Linked DNA regions of Anas platyrhynchos: region 2 is linked to region 1. A link is a contact called in public Hi-C data. All regions are on one chromosome and are shown on one strand. The core of a region is the stretch at or near the end of the contact, and the rest is flanking DNA. Distances in the headings are between cores, read along the strand shown. Region 1 holds the start of XPO7 (exportin 7). Region 2 overlaps XPO7 (exportin 7).

The links. Hi-C and Micro-C count contacts between places; a contact is called where the count stands out from the background.
Region 2: a contact with region 1 is called in a Hi-C map of skeletal muscle, with 4 times the contacts expected there. The contact joins the enhancer-like site here to the promoter of XPO7 in region 1. A contact is called at or near these places in 2 of 8 Hi-C or Micro-C datasets (liver and skeletal muscle).

Annotation. Positions count from the first base shown.
Region 1 is chr23:1,858,331-1,861,808 of IASCAAS_PekinDuck_T2T, forward strand. XPO7 (exportin 7) reads left to right here and starts at 1,641. Exons shown (of 28, transcript XM_038166910.2): 1 at 1,641-1,827. The coding sequence starts at 1,810.
Region 2 is chr23:1,894,156-1,897,258 of IASCAAS_PekinDuck_T2T, forward strand. It overlaps XPO7 (exportin 7), which reads left to right. Exons shown (of 28, transcript XM_038166910.2): 21 at 393-500; 22 at 1,591-1,673; 23 at 2,234-2,448. Among named protein-coding and RNA genes, the nearest start is that of PBDC1, 9.5 kb to the right of the region's middle. Within about 2 kb of position 1,311, at least 1 of the 8 cell types and tissues checked has an H3K27ac peak or open chromatin away from gene starts, as enhancers often do.

The DNA of each region.
Region 1 (3,478 bases), core at 391-2,890:
AAAAAAGCCGGTTGGGTTTTTACACCTCTGCTGCAGGCAGGGTGGGAAGTGGCTCGGGTTTTGCAGGCACCTGGTCCCGCTCAGCGGTACGTGCAGGGGATCCCTTGGTACCTGTAGGGGATCCCTGGGTACCTGTAGGGGATCCCTGGGTACCTGTAGGGGATCCCTTGGTGCACGCAGAGCACTGCTGCTCTTGGTGCATGCAGGGGATCCCTTGGAGCATGCAAAGCACTGGATCCCTCGGTGCATGCAGGGGATCTTTGCATGCATGCAAAGCACTGGATCGCTTGGTACATGCAGGGGATCCCTCGGTGCATGCAAAGCACTGGATCCCTCAGTGCACACAGGGGATCCTTTGGACCTTTGGAGCATGCAAAGCACTGGATCCCTTGGTGCATGTAGGGGATCCCTTGGTACATGCAGAGCATTGGATCCTTCAGTACATGCAAGGGATCTCTCAGTGCATGCAAAGCACTGGATCCCTTGGTGCACACAGGGGATCCCTTGGGGCATGCAGGGGATCCCTCGTGCATTCGGGGGATCCCTCGGTGCATGCAGAGCACTGGATCCCTTGGTACTTGCACTGGATCCCTGGGTGCACGCAGTGGATCCCTCGATGCCCGCCCCCCCCGGTGCCTCCCTCCAGTGCCGCCAGGGGGCGCCCGCGGCCGCCTCCGCCCCGGCCCGCAGCGGGCACAGCCCGGGGGGGTCCCGCTGGGGGCACTGGGAGCACTGGGAGCACTGGGGTGGGGCGGCGGGGCGGGGCCTGCGCTAACTGGGAGCACTGGGAGTGGTGGGGGCTGTGGTGCTGGGACTGCAGGCGCTGGGAGCAGTGGTGTGGGGCACTGGAGGCACTGGGAAGCACTGGGGCTGTGCACTGGGAAGCACTGGGAGCTCTGGTGTTGGACCCTGCAGGCACTGGGAGCACTGGCACTGGGCTCTGGGGGCACTGGGAGCACTGGGGCTGTGTACTGGTGGCACTGGGAGCACTGGTACTGGGCCCTGCGGGCACTGGTGTTCAACTCTGGGGGCACTGGGAGTACTGGGAGGCACTGGTGTTGGGCCCTGGAGGCACTGGGAGCGCTGGGGCTGTGCACTGGGAAGCACTGGGAGCTCTGGTGTTGGGCTCTGGGGACACTGGAAGCACTGGGGCTGTGTACTGGGAACTACTGGGAGCACTGGTACCGGGCCCTAGAGGCACTGGGAGCACTGCTGTTGGGCCCTGTGGGCACTGGTGTTCAACCCTGGGGGCACTGGGAGTACTGGGAGCGCTGGGAGCTCTGGTGTTGAGCACTGGGAGCACTGGGGCTGTGCACTGGTTGTACTGGTGCCACTGGTGCTGTGCACTGGGAGCACTGGTATTGCACCCTGCAGGCACTGGGAGCACTGTGGCTGTATACTGGGCAGCACTGGGAGCTCTGGAGCTGCGCACTGTGCCTGCGCCCCGCTCATACTGGTGTTACTGGTGTTACTGGTCCCACTGCTTCCCTCAGGCCGCGCAGGCCGCGTCCCCTTTAACCCCGCCCCCTCGCTCCGTGACGTCACCCCGCCATCACGGAGGGGGCGTGGCCTCACTCGGCGCGCGCGCGGCGGGCGGGGCGCGGCCGGGGCGGCCGCGCGCATGCGCGGTGGGGCGGGGCGGCGCGCGCATGCGCAGTAGCCCCCGGCGGCGCCGCCGACAAGGAGAGGGGAGGGAGGAGGAGGAGGAGGAGGAGGAGGAGGAAGAAGCAGGGGGCAGGGGCGGGGGGGGGGGAGGAGGAGGAGAAGGCCCGGCGGAGGCGGGGGGGAGCGGAGCATGAATGGCGCAAGATGGCGGACCATGTGCAGGTGAGGGGGGAGGCCCCCGGGGGGCCGCCACGCCTCGGCCCGGCCTCGCTGCTGCCAGGCCTCGGGGCCTGAGGCACGGGGGTAGGCCGCGGCGGGGGGAGGGGGGGGAAAAGGGGGTGGGGGAGGGAAAAAGGGGGGCGAGGATCGCCTCAGGGTCTCGGCAGGATCCCCTCAGCAACAGCCCGGGATCCACTCAGGATCCTCTCAGCGCCCCCGCAGGATTCCCTCAGGATCCCTCCAGGATCCCCTCAGGACCCCCCCAGGATTCCCTCAGAACCCCCTCAGCACCCCCCCAGGTTCCCCTCAATATCCCGTCAGGATCCTCACAGCAGCCCCCCAAGATCCCCGTAGCACCTCGTCAAGATCCCCCCAGGATCCCCACAGCACCCCTCCAGGATTCCCTCAATATCCCGTCAGGATTCCCTTAGCACCCCCCCAGAGCCCCTTCAGGATCCCCTCAGGATCCCCCCAGGATTCTCTCAATATCCCGTCAGGATCCCCACAGCACCCCCCCAAGATCCCCCCAGGATCCCCTCAGCAACCTCCCAGGATCCCCTCAATATCCCGTTCAGATCCTCACAGCACCCCCCCAAGATCCCCTTAGCACCTTGTCAGGACCCCCCCAGGATTCCCCAGAATCCCCCCAGGACCCCCTCAGGATCCCATCAGGATCCCCTTTGCACTCCTCCAGTACTCCCCCAGGATCCCCCCAGGACTCCCCCAGTATCCCCTTAGCACCCCATTACCCCCCCCCCAGCACCCACTCCCCAACCCCATATGGGGGCAGTGGGCACCATGGTGCAGAGGGGCTCACTGCGTTACCCCTATATTTCCCCCCAAATTCTCCAAATTCCCCTCTTTCCCTTTAAAAACCCGCTCTGCTTTTACTAAAACCCCCCAAAACTCATCTGGCTCTCAAAACCCTGCTGCGGGCCTGGCTGAAGCCGCCCTTTAAAAGCCCTGCCTGGCTCTCCGTTAAATATCGGGGTGAGAAACTGGAAGTTTGGGCACCGCCATCGCAGGCTGGCGGCTCCGGGGGGGGGTTAAAATTTAACAGCGGGGGCTCGGGAGATGTTTGGCTCCGAGGGAAAAGTTGTTTGCAGGCCGGGGTCAGGCACCTGCAGCCTGGCACGGTGCCTTCAGCCGGCCGGGCAGAGGTGCAGGGATCGCTCGGCGTCGTGGCTGGGGGTCCTGGGGGTGTTTTTATCCTCTTTTTCTTCTCCCCGCCGCAGGTAAAGGCGCCCAGCAGCAGCTCTGGAGAACCCCCAGGTAGCTGCCGGCAGCCAGGAGAGCGCTAGGTTGGCTTCAGAAGTGCCTCGGGATCGCTGCGTGGCAGGAGGACGCGGGGGTTTTGGTGCTAGGTGCATTTTTTGGGGGAGAAAAGGGCTTTCCGAAGTGGGAAACTCTGCTCATCTTGGCGTGATTTGAGCTAATTAAACCCAGCGTTCGTTTCACAGAGCTGGTGTTGAGTTATCCGGCATCACCTGGAGACGTTGCCCCTCGGTGCGAGCAACCCAGGGCTGCTTTTATGGCACGTGCTGTGAGATTTGGGTCTGTTTTAGGAGGAATCGGGGCTTGCAGGTAAATATTACGGAGTTGAGAAGTTTCCTGCAGTCGTTGAGGGCTTTGCTTGGGTTGTGCGTCCAGTCTG
Region 2 (3,103 bases), core at 61-2,560, 35 kb after region 1:
AGTTTTGCTCGCTAAAGCCAACAGTGGTTGGTGTCTTTGTCTTCTTGATGAGAGCATCGCTGCTTAAAGAGCATGGAATCTGGACTCCAGATTTCTCTTTAGCTGGTGAAGGTCAGCTGTCTGCCGCACTGACAGATTTTGTGCATCTCCCCTTTTGTCCACAACCCTTTTGGTTTGGTTTGTCCTAGTAGAAGTGCAATTCCTTCAGTGAACCTAAGATTTGTCCCTGCTAAAGCAGACCCTGGCAAGCAGCATCAGCTCTGCCTCGTGTTGTTAACCAGCTGCTTTGCAAGGCTTGGATGCAGCGCCCAAAACATGCCTTTTGGTTAAAGTTGTGACCTTTCTTCTTCAAACAAAGCACCGAAATTCCTTCCTTAGCTCTCCCCTTGCAGCTACCCATCCTACATGCCGATTCTGCAGCGGGCGATTGAGCTCTGGTACCACGACCCAGCCTGCACGACGCCCGTCCTCAAACTGATGGCTGAGCTGGTGCACAACAGGTACGAGCCCCCGGGCTGGCAGGGATTCGTGTCTGCTTCAGCCACTGCGTGGGTGTCGATGCCCAGTTGTGTGCTCCCTGCTCCCATCTATTTATGCTCTGCAGGCTGCCAAGGGTGGGAGGTGGCAAAGCTGGCGTTGTTTCAGCTGGGAGGAAAATCTGATAGCTCCCAGATAACACTTGTGTCACTCAGTGAGACCAGGAGACGAGGTCAGGAAGAATTCTGAATTTCTTTAGCATTTGTTTCCAGGGATTGGAGCCATAAGATGGAAGCAGGCGAGTTGGGTTAATTTTTAAAACCTGCCTTTATAATCAGACGAGTGCTGCTCTGTCTGGCAACCAGCTGACCACTTCTGCTTTAGACCATGAGCTCTTTCTGCCAGCAGAGAGGTACTCTGACGCTAGTCAGATCATTCAGAGGCTGTCTAATCTGGCAGTGGAAGGTTGCCAAGACGTTGCTTCGGCCCGCAGCCAGCTGAACACAGCCCTATAGGAAGGGACCATTGTTACAGCCAAGTGGAAAGGACACGAGGTTCAGGCGCAGCCGTTTCAGGGTTGCTGAGAAGCTGTGCTGTCAGAGTGTTTACCCCAGCTGAATGGCATCTTTGCAGCAGGAGCAACCTTCCTGGAATACACTCATTTATTCCGAAGGTGAAGCGGACAGCTCGCTGCACATCAGTTTTCAGATCTATTCACTGCAGGGGAAGAAATGCCAAGCTCTGAACTCTTGCTCGGGTTATGAATAGGAGCCAGTCAGCCTGCCCCACAATGCTGGCTTCCAAGCTGCTCGCTGTGTTTGTGTGCAGTAGCCTAGTGACCATTGCCAAGCCAGGATTTCCAGCCTCAGACTTGTAATATCCCTCATGGCCGTGACGTAGAGGCCCTTTCTTCTGCGACAGCAGAGCTCATCTGTCCCTGAGAAGGTTGTGCCCTGCCTGGTGGTGGGAAGGAGCAGCAGTGCTCCACCAGAGCGGGGTGTTTGGGGAGCTGGGGAGGAGGCACAGAGCAGCACCTGGAGGTCCTGGTGCGTGGGCTTTGTTTTCCTCCATGAGTTTGTTAGAGATCTGATTTATTTTCTGCCTTCCCGTTAGGTCCCAACGGCTGCAGTTTGATGTGTCCTCACCAAACGGCATCCTGCTCTTCCGAGAAACAAGTAAAATGATAACTACGTATGGTGAGTGCCCAGCAGGTGGGATGGAATGCACTTGACCCCTCTGCTCGCTTGGGGAGTGAGGGCTGGGCTCTTGCCAGCTCGGAGAATGACCCTGGGCTGGCAGGCAGTGCCAAATCACTTGCTGAGTGCATGCTCAGAGCCAGGGAGATGCTTCTGCATGAAGTCCTCGGGTAGGCAGGCAGTCAGAACCACCAGGGTGTTTGCCACGCTCCTCCAACAAGGAGGAAAATGACAACAATGAGCAGGAAACCCAGCTGAGCCCCGCGGGAGCCTGCGGGGTGACACGGGCAGACCTGCAAAGCAAGTGGAGAGCAGTCCTGGCGTGCATCCTGTTTCCACAGCAAAACTCCACGCAGATGTTTTCCCTGATTCCTAGTAGAGCTTTTAACTTGTAACGGGGTCCTTAACTGCTGCCTGGGAAATAATAGGTCTTTGGTGCTTGTGGCTGACTCCTCAGTCACTCCTTAGGGCTCTCCCTTTGTGTCTTTCCTGCCCCCCTGAGGGAGAAGGGGTTCGGATGTGGTTGCTGAAATACTGAGTCCGCTTCTGTGCTCGTGCAGGAAATCGTATCCTAACGCTTGGGGAGGTCCCAAAGGATCAAGTCTACGCCTTGAAGCTCAAGGGGATTTCCATCTGCTTCTCTATGCTGAAGGCTGCACTGAGCGGGAGCTACGTCAACTTCGGGGTCTTCCGCCTGTACGGGGACGATGCACTGGACAACGCCTTGCAAACCTTTATCAAGCTTCTGCTCTCCATCCCGCACAGCGACCTCCTGGTAAGCCCACACCTGTGATCAGCAGCGTAAACACGGCTAGGAAAGGCAGGGTTGGGAGATTAGATGGTAAAGGAAAACTTAATCACAGAGACAAATGAGCTCGTGCCACCTCCTGGAACCCCAGCAGCAGGGCCCACGTGGAGGCTGCAAGCCCAGCACCCAGGGGTGTTCCTCTCTCCAGTAGGGCACGCTCCAAGTCTCAGCAAAGCAGTTACCAAAAATAACTGCTTCTCTACCTGCAAAATGTTTCCTGCGAGTGAAGGATTGCTCTTCCCTGTGTTGCCTGTGGGCAGAGATCTCGGTGCAACCTGCTTAATGAAGATCTCTACCTCGTGTGCAGTAATCCATTTCACAGCAGAACTTTGAGGCCCTCTCAGCACCATCCTGGTCCTCAAAATATTGAGGAGAGAGGGCAGCATGCTCCTCCCAACTCTTTACTCGTCTCATAGCAGGATCTGAAAGCTGCTGCTGCCTCTGTGACTGCATTCAGCACCTTCTTAATCCAATGTGCTGGTAGCCAAACCATTGCTCTTTAGACACTCAGCTCGTGGGCAGCTCAAATGAAAATCTTGAGACAGGGGCTGCCAGGAGAGCCCCCCGATCTGGGGGTTGCTGCAGGAAGAATCAGCAGCACAGCCTGCTGAGCCCAGCACCG